3 separate regions of the Mus musculus genome follow, and all the other regions are linked to region 3. A link is a contact called in public HiCAR-type and promoter capture Hi-C data. All regions are on one chromosome and are shown on one strand. The core of a region is the stretch at or near the end of the contact, and the rest is flanking DNA. Distances in the headings are between cores, read along the strand shown. Region 1 overlaps Adarb2 (adenosine deaminase, RNA-specific, B2). Region 2 has its middle 52 kb from the start of Akr1e1. Region 3 holds the start of Pfkp (phosphofructokinase, platelet).

Region 1 (4,722 bases), core at 807-3,306, 2.0 Mb before region 3:
CATTGGGGACCCTGTGCTCTGTCCAATGGATGACTGTGAGCATCCACTTGTATTTGCCAGGCACTGGCAGAGCCTCACAGATACAATTTGCAAAACACATGAAACTCAAGAAGAAGGAAGACCAAAGTGTGGATACTTTGATCCTTCTTAGAACAAAATACTCATGGAAGGAGTTACAGAGACAAAGTTTAGAGCAGTGACTAAAGGAATGACCATCCAGAGACTGTCCCACCTGGGGGGATCCATCCCATAAACAACCACTAAACCCAGACACTATTGTGGATGCCAACCAGATTTTGCTGACAGGAAACTGACCTTTTCTGAACTATGTCTTCTAGGTCAGACTGCTTACTTGCAGCCTCCCTCCTTCGGGCTGGGTTAGCTCTCTGACTGACTACAGTTACCCTTGTGAGTCATTTTCCATATTCATGGTGCCATTTACTTTAAAAGAACTTGAATGGTGGGTTGAATCATGAGGAATTCCAGGCTACAATCTGACCTTTACTCTACACCCACGGACACAGCCAAACTAAGCAGTAACATACCTATCAACCATTCCATTGAGTCATTTTTTTTTTTTTTTGTAAAAACATTGTAATTTTGGGGGGCAAGGAAATGATCGTTAATTAAATTTATTTTTATAGCACTTTATTACACTTAAAAGAATTATTTTATAAAAATTGGAAGCCAGTATCTCTAGCCACATTACATTCAAACATTAGTAACTTTTACTTGGAGTTACGCCGTCCAGTGTTGTTAGCTCCTTGTTCCCTCCCTGCCCTGCTTTCTGACGTCAGTGCTCCTTCCTCTGGCTCCATGACTCATGCCGCTATTTTGTGACTGGTCACATGTACACTGTCCTTATTAAACTTGTGCTCCCAGGATAAGAACTTTATTTAAATGGTCTTTGTGTTCACAACATCCGGTGGACTCACATGATCTGTCCCAATCAAATTGTGCGCAAACTGTGAAGTTTGCAGGTGTGCACCCTGACTCAAATGCAGACTAGGGAGGAACTGACAGGTATCCATCAGAGTTATTCTTATGGGCAAGCTGTGCTGTCTCCAGGGTGGACTGAAAAGAAGCCATGGTGATAATATTACTTCCCAAGTATCTTTGCTTTTTGTTCATCTCCATACTTGTCCCCAGAGGGAAAGAATCAATCAAAACTAATTGAGCAAAGTACTAATGAAATACAGAAACAGAAAAGACAAGGTTTTGCTCTCCCCCCCCCCCACACACACACACGAATCTCTGATACAAAGAGGAAGTAGTAAACATTGTGTGATAAGCAGCAGCTAGCATATCTCCAGGGTTCATTGTGTAACAGGCGCTGTTCCCGGTAACCAGCATACACAGTCTATGTTAGGACTTAGAGGCTACTGCAGATATTAACCTGTTTTGCAGAAGATGAAGTGGAGGCTTAGAAAAATAAGATTCCTTGCTAAGAGCACACACAGACCCTAAGTTGTGAATCCATGATCCATACAAATTCAGATTCCCTGAAGAGAGAGAGAGAGAGAGAGAGAGAGAGAGAGAGAGAGAGAGAGAAAGAGAGAGAGAGAGGACACAGACAGAGACAGAGACAGAGACAGGAGACAGAGAGAGTCCCCCTTATGTTCTTAGGCAAAATGAGCCCACAAGCTTTGAATGCAATACCTTACTTTTGAATGCAATTACTTATGCAGATACCACCAAAACATTCCAATTCTGCATACAAGTTTCATGTCTATGACTACTTTCACTCTAGTAGTTTAAGGGAACAAATGGCACCCAACTTCTCGACACAGACAGGAGTCACTCGAGGGCATCTGGATCCATATGCTTCTTCCCAGGCCACCTGAATTGACTTAGGGCTTCCAATCAGGTGAAGTTTCCCTATGGAAGTATTTCCCTCTGATCCTGAAGAATTCTGAGAGATAGGGGATCTGTGTAAACAAGCATGAATTTAGAAAGCTGTTCTGTACTTTTTTCATCACTAAATACTGACCGAGCAGTTTAGGAAAGGAAGCTTGGGTTGGGGAGGTTGGTGTTTGTGAGGAAGTACCTCTTGTTCCATCATAATTTGCTCACTTCTCAATAGATCAGGAAACAGAAAACTCAGGCTGGAACCAGGCTAGGCTATAATCCAGAAACCTTGTTCCTCTGACCCCACATCCTCTAGCTAGGTCCCATGTCCAAAAGGTCTTACTTCCCATAATAGTACTGCCATCCAGGGACCAACTGTTAAAACTCATGAGAAGATTTCACATTCAAACAGTAGCAGCTGCTGATCAGGAGAGAGCAGGAAGTTCACGACCTGCAGGCAGACACCGCTGGTGAGAACACTGGAAAGGCAGTGTGCTAACTAATCTTCCTTGTCAACTTCACTTGACTTGGGATTGCCCAGGAGACACACCTCTGGAAGTGTGTGCTAGGGTATCTCTAGAGGGGTTTAACTGAAGATATAAAGCCCACCGAGAATAGGAGTGGTACCATTCCCTGTAGTGGGGTCTCAGACTGAAGGAAAAGGAAAAGAGAAAGTGAGCTGAGGTCCGGCATCCATCTCTCTCAGCTTCCAGGTTGTGGATTCAGTGTGCCCAGCTGCTTCAAAGTTCCTGCAATATTCAGAGCTTCTCTAACTACCACACCCTCCCTACTCTGATGGACTATGCTGTCAGTCTGTGAGATGAAATAGACCCTCTCTTTTAAAGGCTGCTTTTGGGGTGTTTCGTCATAGCAACTAGAAAAGAAAGAAACACAGATGGTCCTCAAAGTCCAGCTTCCTGTTTCCTCGCACTGGGGTCCACAGCGAGGCTTCACCCTACACGGTTTGATCAGGAAGGAGGACACTCACAGGGTTTAGCCTTTTGAGGAAAGACTTGTTTGGTCACCACCCATTCCTGTCACTGGGCCCCATGTCAGAAGCAAAGCCCAATGTCCCATGATCTCTAGTCTCCCTGTGGTAGGTGGGTTGTTAGTTACAAGAGACACTCTTGACCCATGGACTAGAAAAAGTCTTTCATATGCATGATGGGATGGATTATAATTGAAATATAATAGACTGATATCTGTGAACATTGTTAAATTTCAGCTTCATGGCATTGAGATATCTCAATTTGGTGGTGTTAGCGGTTTCCAATTCTATGCTATTAGCTCGAATAAAGACTCTAAACAAACAAACAAACAAACAAAAAACAAAGGAAACAATGTTTTGAAAATCAAAAATCTGCATAAAGTAAGAGGAAGATCATAGCTCTATGAGTAGTCAGTGCTATGAGAATTAGGGGTGTCCTCCATGTGGATGAGGGTTCTAAGAGCACACATTTTTTTTTAATGACATTATGGCACAATGTAGTCATCTACAATGTTTATCTGCAACTGTATAACTATACAAGCTACAAATGAACACAATATTCCACAGAGCTGGGGAGATGGTTCGCTAAGCAATCATGAAGACTGGACCTCAGATCCTCAGCACCCACACAAATGTCACTTGCAGATGGTGGCTAGCATGTATTCCATGCCTGAGAGGTAGTAACTGGCTGGCTAGCGAGATTAGCCGAAGTTCTGGGTTCAAGAGAGATACTTTGAATCAATTTATAAGGCGGAAAGTGATCTAAGGAAACACGTGGCATCAACCTCTGGTCACCACGTGCATACATGTGCATAAGTACCCCCCCCCCATACACACACACACATAAGAACATGCAAACATGCATGTACACAAGATACAAAAAATTCTCAGACTACTTTAAGAGTATTTACAATTGTGTTTTGTACCTTATTCATAGCTTTTCTGGACTGCAGTCAGCCCACGGACAGAAGGACAGACATTCCTGTATGTTTGATAGAGGTTTCCTAGTACTGTGAGCTGCCTTTCTTTCCCTGCCATCCCTGACAGTTTCTGCCCTCTGTCTTTTTCTACCTACTTTGTGAATTTACCTGGCCACTGTCCAGCTCAGTGGCATCTGCAGCGGAGTAGAAGGCCAAAGGAAGTACAAGTTCAAACATCGTTTCTAATCAGTAGCACAGGAAGGGCAGGCACTCCTCCCAGTAAGAGAGAAAGACAATATCTGAAAATGCCTGACTCCCCAAAACCCAGGCACCAGGGTGATGTTATTTGTCCCTCCCTTCTGTGCCAGTGAGGAGACCCACATAGAAGGAAGCTCACAGGAACTGGGCAGCATTAGAATTAGAATCCTGATGTTTGAATTTGAGCTACAGCCTGTGGGCTGTTTGATTAAAATGTCAGAAAAGCCTTCCAGTTTCTTATCCTTTTCTTTTTCGCTAATTGGAGATTTCAGCCAAACCTGAGATAAGAGCGCTGGGCCTTGTATCTCCAGTACTCAAGGGATGCGGATTATACGCAGCAGTATATGCCTGTCCACCTGTTGACAGAGCACATTTGCAATCATTCAAGATTTTGGATCTCCGCAAAACTCTTCACACACATTAACAGTAGCTATTGCTGTAGTAATCAATGTGGAATGGAATTTTATAAAGAAAACACAGCTCATAGAAGCCGCATTGGAAAGCTGTAATATTTCTGGTTCTGTCAAGCTGATGCTTTCTGGTCTGCTTGAGAAGATTTTGCGTGTGGGTTTAATTAGAATCTTTAAACTCATATTAGTGCGCTCATACAACGGGGAGAACAGATGAGACCATCGGTCTGGGATTGATTCATAGTTGTTTGTGTTCAGCTGGGTTGAGAAAGACATAAAGAAGAGGAAGTATTTATGA
Region 2 (4,259 bases), core at 1,443-3,942, 2.0 Mb after region 3:
CCTCTTCCCTCTCCCTCTCCCTCTCCCTCTCCCTCTCCCTCTCCCTCTCGCTCGCTCGGCTGGGATTTTTTTTTTTTTTTGAGTTTCCCGTCGGTGAGTCATATTGTACTCTAACTTCCCCTTGGAACCATATGGGGCAATAATAAAGTGCTCCTCAGTACACAGCTATGCAGTGTTCCTTAACTGACTAAGGGGAACACTATGAACGCCTATCGTTGTCATAGATGGACATTCAGCCAAACAAAGCGACACGGGAATGGAAGCGAGTAGGAACAATGGATAATGGGCACTTTTACAGCTTTAGGATTTTTATGGGAAAAATAAAAAAAGCAAAACAAGTCCAACATGACCTTTGATAAAAGCACAGGAAAGCAATATCCTTAGTCACTTCTATTAAAAGACGCTTACAGGACTAGGACAAAGCCACAGATGTCAGTTGCCAAAACGTGGGGGTTTGGGGTTTGTTTTGTTTTTTGCTTGTTTGTTTGTTTGTTTTTATTAATTTAAGGAAATTGTCTTTAGGATTAAATCTTGCACAGTGTAGCACTACTTACTGTTAAAACAATTAGGAACCTTTATCAGAAAACACTAGGGCTATGAGCAGGCAGTCCCTGTCCCGGGAATTGTGAAAATAGCTAAGGATTTAGCGCCATCTGCAGGAATCAGGAAATAAAACCTTTTGACCATGAAGTTCTCATTACTCGTGTCCACTAAAGTAGATTGTTTTTGTAGTTTTCAGCTGAAACCCTCCTACTCCTATATCTAAGATTCATAGGACGTCAACAATAATGACTGACCCTCAGTCCTAAAAATATTTACAGGCAAACATCACTAAATAAACCTCTGTGTGTGTGTGTGTGTGTGTGTGTGTGTGTGTGTGAATATGTGTAAAACAAAAGTAGTTAAAAGGGGTCATGAATTTGAGAAGGAGGGGGATTGGCAGGTGTAAACAGAAGGAAGGTGGGGAAATTATATAATTATATTTAGTTGAATTTAATGTTTTAAAATACTTTTTCTTGCTTTTTGCAAATGATGCCTTTGTCCAGGAAAGTTCAAGAAAAAAGGTACAGAGGGTAAGATAGATTTGACTCTGACTCATCCATAACTAAGGTACTGTTTGAATTAATTTTATTCCTGAGTTGCATTAGTCAGAGTTATCGCTTTTATGAAGAAACATCATGACCAAAGCAGCGTGGGAAGAAAAGGGTTTATTCAGCGTAGTCTTCCATATCATCTGTTCACCAGCGAAGGAAGCCAGGACAGGAACTCAAACAGGGCAGGAACCAGAGGCAGAAGCTGATGCAGAGGCCTTGGAGGAGTGATGCTTACTGGCTTGCTTCACATGGCTTGCTCAGCCTGAGTTCTTATAGCATGCAGACCCATCAGACCCTGGGTTGGTTCATCTCATAATTGGCTGGGCCCTACCTCATTGATCACTAATTAAGATGCAATGTTCTACAGGCTTGCATCCAACCTGATCTTAAAGAGACAGTTTTTTAATACATGTTTCCTCTTCCCAGATGACTTAAGCTTGTGTCAAGTTAACATAAAACTAGCCAACACCTACTTTAAAAAAAAATCTTTCATGTAAGGGTGGGTTGTGTGCACATGGGTGTGTATTAGTATGCATTTGTACATAGAAACTAGAATATGCCAGGTGCTGTGGAGAATTGCAGGCTGGTCTCCAGTTGAGCTGAGGTCTGAACCCCATTGGTCATAATTCACCTACTTAACACAGTAGGCGTTCCCTCATGCTCCTGGAACTCTGGCCCCTGCCTAAGGTACCACTTTCCACAGCTCCCTGCAAGAGAAGCATGGTCAGTAGTCACGTAAGCAGCGGCCCAAGCTTCTGACCTTCAGGCTAAACTCCTCCCCAGTTACCTAGCAACAGTGAAGACCATAAAAAGGGCTGTTCAGCCCCCATCTCTTACTCTTACTCCTTTGTTCCTTTACCTCTCACTTCTCTCACCCTCTCTCTCCCTTCTCTTTGTCTTCTATCCCTTCTCCTTTCTCTTTGTCTTCTTCTCTCCTCCCTCCTCTCTCTTTCTCTCTCTTTCTGGATAGCCTCTCCCCCTCTCCCTTCTCACTTCCCTCCTGCCTTTCTATAATAAAGATCTTAAACCATAGAGAGTCTCTGCTCCATCTAGATCTGCTTTGCACCCTCTTGCCAGTGTTGGGAACTCCTTCCCTCATCCCTCTCTCCTACAACCCCGGGGCTTTCTTTAGCAAGGTAGCTCCTGGGTCCCCGTCGGTCAGGGGCTGCCCCTTTTCCACCTCCACCACCACCACCACCACCACCACCACCACCACCACCACCCAACTTCGTGGGTCAGGCATGTTCACCTGGGGCTGAGTGGAAAGCGCCAGGAGCTCTGCCTGCTTCTGCCTGCACAGGAACTCTGGCCAGATGTTTGGCTCATTTTCCTTCCTCTTCTTCCCCAGGGCCTTCCCAGCGCGCCCCCTCCCCCCTTATTTTGTTCCCAACAAGGTGCCTCAATTTTTATGACTCCTGGGGCTTGAATTCATGTACGCATGCTTTTATAGAAAATATTCTTGCCCATTGAGCTATCTCTCCCTATCTTTCCTGTCCCTCTTGCTTATTTTTAAGCTGTTCTTCAAACACATAGTTGACAAATGTTTCCAGACTAGACACTGTGGAGAAACACTGACAGAGCCCTTCCCAAGACATACCAGTGGTTTCAAAGAAAGAATCCTTGAATATTAGTACCAAGTAATTGTGTCTCTGGGATAAGTTTTGGCCCTTAGCCTTCCAGTAAGACCAGAATCCCCTCTGGAAACCTGCCCATCCCACAAATTAGTCCTTGCTGAACTGTATTCTTCAGTGAGAGCCAGGGAAGGCAGGAGGAAGGTCTGGGGATAGCCTTTCTGGAAACTTGCATAAATCTGATGTTATCACCCTTCTTGCTCCAAGTTAATTGATAATGTGGAATTCTGCTTACATTTCAAAGAATCACCTTTAGTGCCAGCTTGTCTATCAGGGAAATTTTTACAAATATATTGTAATCTAAAAAAAAATAAAAGAAATTATTTTAATAAATATATAAAGCATTCTGTTTTCTCCCAAAGTCATATTTATTTGTCAAGTATGTCTCTTAAGAAAAGACTAATTGTCAGCTGCTGTTGGACAAGCTTAACATTTACCACAGTCTTCTGTTCAATAAGTGGACTTAACACATAATTTCTCCTGTACAGTAAATATGGCCAAATTTACTAAGAGCCTGTAACTACCTTTTAATCACTAAATTTCCCCAGTCAAACTTAACTTTAAAATGCTCTAATTTACAAAGAAATGCCTTGTTTATACTTCTAGTACCTATTTCTAAGAATGCCAGAACATCTCAGAATAAAAATACTGCATCTGGGCTAATTCTATGCATCAAACATGATGGCTATGTATTACTCATTCTGCCCTCTGCATAGTGTTATACTAAGACATAACACTCTCCATAGCATTTTATCCCAGAGCAAGGAAAGAACTCACTGCAAAGATAAATACCAATTGCTATTCAAGAAAACATGAGCTTCTCAAATTTCATGTACTTAATGTTTTTCAGCCTCAAGCTTTTAAGACATACTTTTCTTCAGTTTTCTATTACTTATACAAGAACGATAAACTCATAGATATAAGTTTCTTCTCCATTGAGTAATGCATTTCAGATGCTATACATGCAGAAGGCAGCTGCATAACATTTCTAAGTAAATTAATGTGATAATCCTCGTAAAAACATACTGGATGTACATCCAACCAGGTACTGTAGAAACCTCTTGATGGGCAAAGGAAATTACACATTCAAGGGAAGAAGATCAGGAGTAACACCAAAGGGGAGACACTAACAAATATGGAAATCAAGAAAAAAAGAGGGTCATGGGAAACTAATGTAACAGGACAGAGTAAGCTGAATGTGGTGTGAGTCTTTTTATAAGAAATTTTTGAAATATTCCAAGTTAAAGACAGACTCAGAGCCCTGAGTACTGCAAGTAGAAGACTGGGTGTGGAAGCAGCTCTATTACCAGAGGGTGGAAAAACACGTAAATAGGAAGTCATTAGTAGCCAGGTGGTGACCGTGTTCACTTTTAATCACAGCACTTGGGAGGCAGAAGCAGGCAGATCACTTTAAGACCATCACTTTTAGTCTATAGAGCAAGTTCCAGGACAGCCAGAACTACCCACAAAAACCCTGCTCAAAAAACAAAGAAAAGTTATTAGTTTTCTTAGAGTATCATGACTGTATCCTTTT
Region 3 (4,612 bases), core at 1,816-4,315:
GTTAATGAAAGTACCAACAAAACAAAACAAAACAAAACAAAAAACAAACAAACAAAAAAAAACCAACCAAACAAACAAACAAACAAAAAAATCCCAAAATCTCTTTTGCTACCAGGGAAATAGGTGTAACTCTTTCATAAAGTTATCACTTTCCGTTTTCTAAGTAACTTTTGTAATTACCAAAATGCTCAATTCCTGAAAGAGCAAACCCGCTCTTTCCACTTTACCACTGTGGTTACTGCTGCTTCCTTGTTTCACTGGGGGCTGGAAGAAAAGGCTGTCTCCGTTAATCCACCCACGTACTAAGAGTAATGGCCTGGAGACATTAAAATCAATAATGATGGAAGCCTTTGAAGAAATAATGCCCTGCCTGACTTTCCTGTCACTCCCACCTCTGGATGCTGTTTCCCTGCATCTCAGCTCTGTAACATACTCCTGAGAAGCACCCAGACAAATAGAGAAAAACAAAAAACAAAACAAAACAAAACAAAAAAAAAAAAACAAACAAACCTAAGTGGAAAATACAGGATCTGAAAGGGAATGGAATGAGAAGGCATGGGCTGAAGGAGACATTTTCTACACTAGTACATGCTTGTCTTTCTCCCTAAACTTCTCCAAATCTGAAGGAAGAGGACAAGGACATAAGGAGGAGGGAGGGCATGATGCCAGGGAGGGGGCTTGTATGGCTTCAGCTACAGAGGAGTCCCAAGCCCACCAGATAGTTGGAAGAGAAGGAACCAGGCTAGTCTGGGTAGAGGCAAAGTCTGGTTCCTAGGAAGTCTGGTCCAACTGGTGGTAGGGGCAACACTGAGAGGCAAGGGGGATCTCCTTAGCAACGAGGGCCTTTTAAACTACCCATGTTTGGTGTGTCTGAGCGGGGGCACACAGGGTAGCTCAAGTGAGAGGAAGGAAGGATGGTGGTGGAGAGGAGGCAGCACTGGTATTCTACCCAGTCCTGCCCTTCTTGTCTTCATTCATCTTACATTAATTCTTTTAACCCAAAGGGATTCCCAAGAGAGAGGATAGAAGTCAGGCGTGGTGGCGCTCGCCTTTAGTCCCAGCACTCGGGAGGCAGAGGCAGGCGGATTTCTGAGTTCGAGGCCAGCCTGGTCTACAAAGTGAGTTCCAGGACAGCCAGCGCTGAAAAAAAAAAAAAAATAGGATAGAGCATCGTGGAAACAGGAGTGGAACAATAGAAAACAGTATAAAAAGGCCAGAAGAAAACAAACAAACAAACAAACAAAATCAAATAACAAAGCAAAACCCCCAAAATAAAAATAAACAATAAAAGAAAAGGGAAAAAGAAGAAAGAAGGAAAACAATAAGTAATGCTAAATGTTTGGAGTATCTCTAATAATTCATAAAGAACCACACTACCTGTGGAATGCTGTTGTCTGTGGCACAAAACCCAACCCTATAGGACATTTGGCTCAGAGGAAACTCACTGTGCTTCTTCCTATTTCGAGTGTTCTCTGCCTCAGAAAGGCATGATTTAAAATTCCAGATCTTCACCTTGGGCCTTGAGCTACAGAAACCTCTGTGGGCAGTGGTCCATTGAGTCTGACACCCCTCCTTCCAGTGCTTTTGGCTAAGAGCATCTCAAGACAATTTCAAGGCACCCAGTGATACTCTTCTCTTCCCTTTTAGAATGATGCTCAGGGAAAATCCATTATCAAGCTATTAGATCAGATGTTCTCCAGTTTAGTGCTCATCATAAAAATCTAGAGAACCTGTTAAAAATATATATATTTCCTGGCTGTTTTCCCAGAAGTTGGAAGGTGGGGGTTGGGAGGGACCTGAAGGCAGCCAACTTCTGTTGATCATGGGAGTTCAGGAATTGCTCAACTGATTCAAGAAGGCAGAGATCAGATCTCATGCATCCTTGTCTACAGTAGATTGGATCTCCCCCCCCCCCCTAAATGTTTGAAGCTTAAAGGGTAAGTTGGAAGATACAAGTCTGTGCGCCTCCATCTTTTTTCTAGGGTTGTCCTAATAGTAGTAAGACTGTATTGTCTTTGCCTAGGTTGTTACTTTGTTTCCTATATTTCTATGTATTCAACACGTATAATTTGCACAGGAAGGAGGCTCAGTGCTGCCACCCCTTCTGTGAGCTATCCAGTTTGCTTGCTTTTGAGGTCTTATTCTTGGGATGACTGCTGAAGGGGTCTGCGTGCTTTTAGAGATTAAGCTCCAGGACAACTCAGGGATCCCCAGGAGGTGCATCTTCAAAATAAACAAAATCAACCACAGATTGGATACTTTTATTTTATTTTATTTTATTTTATTTTATTTTATTGTTGTTTCTAATAGAACCTTCCGGGTTCTGACTAACAAATCAAGAGCAGGGCTTCCATTAGGTGGAGACTGGAATCTACCAAGCCTTTTTTGTTCCGATTTCTTTTGGATTATCCAGAACTCAGGCCTGCTTCCTGAGGGTGTGTCTACGAATGGCTTTCCCCGACATTCTACTTCCAATCCTTTCTCTACAGTCAGTGACACAACTTGATCTACTCACACATCTTTCCTCAATTTCGAAGGAGAAGTGAAACCTGGAGGATCCTATGGATCCTGGACATTGAACAGAAATGCTGAAGCGCCCTACTGTTCTGACTGTCAGGCCAGGAAAGAGCCCTGCCGGAAGTGAGGCGCGTGCCTCTGCTCTACTGCACAGACCTCTGGGCTCCCTCAACCGCCACCCTAACAGCTAGAGCAGGTGGGGTAATGGGCGCCCCACGAGCCTCTGCGCCCACGTGGTGGGCTGACAGGCTCCGCGCCCACTTGTGGGATCATCCCTGCAGCTGCGCTGCCATTCACTTATGCCACTTATGGGTTTCCTACCCGGCTATAATCCCTCCATCCCCCGCTTGAGAAGGCACCCCAACCCGACTCCACCTCTCAGGGACCACAGCGATGCATCCCTAACAGAACGCGTGTCCATACTATCCTGTCCACCCCTGCAGAGTGCTGGAGTCTTTGACACAACAGGCCCCGCCCTTGCGTGAGTCCCGCCCATCGCCACAGCCCATTGGCGCTCGGGCGGGGCGTGGGCGGCTCCTGCGGGTGCAGGCGGGGCAGCGGTTCCAAGGCTGGCGCGCGTGGGCCAGGGCTTCAGTGCTTGCTGAGTACGGGAGTGTCTGGCGTCTCTACCTCCTCATCATGAGTGACTTGGATTCTTCGAGCTCCAGCGCCTATCCGAAGTACCTGGAGCACCTCTCTGGGGATGGCAAAGCTATCGGTGTCCTGACCAGCGGCGGGGATGCCCAAGGTGCGTGCCTACCAGCTCTCTCGCTGGTCTCCAAGGGCCGGGCAGGGGGCGAGGGCGGCTGGAGAGGGCTGCAGAGGAGGGTAATCGGGTTGGGAACAGAGGGAGAGCTGGGGAGAAACGTTGGGTGACCTGGATCTGGGAGAAAGGATGAGGAAAGGGCTTGGTGAAAATTACCTATGAGAGCCGAGGAGAACCGGTGGCTCAGGAGTAGGGAAAACCCTAATCTAGGAACAACTAGGGTGCCTGAGGAGCGACCATAGAGTTCCATTACGTGGTGAGGGGCAGAAGATAAAGGATATTTGTGTAGGATTCTTCATTCCCAAGATGAACCAGTTTTCCATCCCCAAATTTATTAATTGAGCTAGCCAATGGGGTCGTCTACTGTCTGGGTCATATGAGCCAGGCGTTCTTTCCTGGAATTAGGTACAGGGCGACGATAAGGATGCCACAGCACCGCCCCACCCTAATCCCTGGGACTCGTAGGAAAAACAGCGGGGTACCCACAGCGCCTCCATCCCAGTCCTGCCTCCCAAGCGGTGCTAGCAGCCTTCTCTGCTGCTGCATTGCGGGATGCGCAGCTGGGGGGGGGGGGGCGTGCAGGGGTCTCTCAGGGTGTGGCATTGACTGCCAGGCAATGTCTCTTCCTGCTTGTGACAAAAGTGAAAACTAAAATGGGTCACTAGGCCCTCCGGGGCCAGCCTCCCCAGGACGGGAAAGACCAGGAAGCAGGGACTCCGGGACGTCATCAGCCCTCACTTACCAGCTCCGGGCTTCCCTTTTCTCCCAATGACGGGATTGATTTCAGAGCTGAAGGGACTCGATTTCTGTACGCTTGGATTTGATAAACTGAGAATACTTAAAATGTAAGAGCAATGGGGTGACTGTACCGTGCCCCAGCCTCTAATCCTGGGTACACGTGGGGGCGCTGGGGTTCCCAAACAGTGGGCTTTCCGAGTTCATGCTAATTTCTTGATGAGGACACGCGCTAGAAGCAAGACCTACATTTTCATAGAGTATGTGCCCTCCAAGTCTTGAGGTCTGTGCCGGCTGCAGACAGTTCCTGAGCCAGGTTTTGCTTTTGCTTTTCAGTTCTTTCCTCTACCCTGGATGCATCCAAATGCCATGTTATATTTTCCCTCGTTCTAAGCCAGCTCAATCCGGGAGGTTTAGGGTTGGAGTCCTTGCCTTCCGCCCACCCCACGGATGACCTTCCCTTCGCCCTTGAGCGGGGCGGGGCTGGCGCCAGTGCCGCAGGTTGGGGAGCTGCTTAGGGCACCGCCCCGCCCGGCGTGGGAGCCTACGTGATGCCAGGCCCGTCACCTCCGGTGTGCTCAGATCTAGGTCTCC

Evidence for each region. Promoter capture Hi-C pulls out the DNA fragments that hold promoters and counts their contacts. HiCAR-type assays count read pairs that join an accessible place to other places.
Region 1: a promoter capture Hi-C map of the 3T3-L1 cell line shows a contact between it and region 3, with 2.8 times the contacts expected there. The contact joins the enhancer-like site here to the promoter of Pfkp in region 3. A contact is called at or near these places in 5 of 39 promoter capture datasets (the 3T3-L1 cell line, cranial neural crest, hippocampal neurons and 1 more) and 1 of 115 datasets of contacts at active chromatin or transcription factors (embryonic stem cells).
Region 2: a HiCAR-type map of astrocytes shows a contact between it and region 3, with 11 times the contacts expected there. The contact joins the enhancer-like site here to the promoter of Pfkp in region 3. A contact is called at or near these places in 6 of 39 promoter capture datasets (the 3T3-L1 cell line, cranial neural crest, hippocampal neurons and 2 more) and 2 of 115 datasets of contacts at active chromatin or transcription factors (astrocytes and embryonic forebrain).

Annotation. Positions count from the first base shown.
Region 1 is chr13:8,641,580-8,646,301 of GRCm38.p6, reverse strand. All of the region lies in intron 3 of Adarb2 (adenosine deaminase, RNA-specific, B2), which reads right to left. Among named protein-coding and RNA genes, the nearest start is that of Wdr37, 230 kb to the left of the region's middle. Within about 2 kb of position 2,056, at least 42 of the 459 cell types and tissues checked have an H3K27ac peak or open chromatin away from gene starts, as enhancers often do. A contact at or near this core is called in liver, where this site is marked.
Region 2 is chr13:4,658,909-4,663,167 of GRCm38.p6, reverse strand. No RefSeq gene overlaps it. Among named protein-coding and RNA genes, the nearest start is that of Akr1e1, 52 kb to the right of the region's middle. Within about 2 kb of position 2,692, at least 5 of the 459 cell types and tissues checked have an H3K27ac peak or open chromatin away from gene starts, as enhancers often do.
Region 3 is chr13:6,647,224-6,651,835 of GRCm38.p6, reverse strand. It overlaps Pfkp (phosphofructokinase, platelet), which reads left to right and starts at 3,065. Exons shown (of 22, transcript NM_019703.4): 1 at 3,065-3,265. The coding sequence starts at 3,157.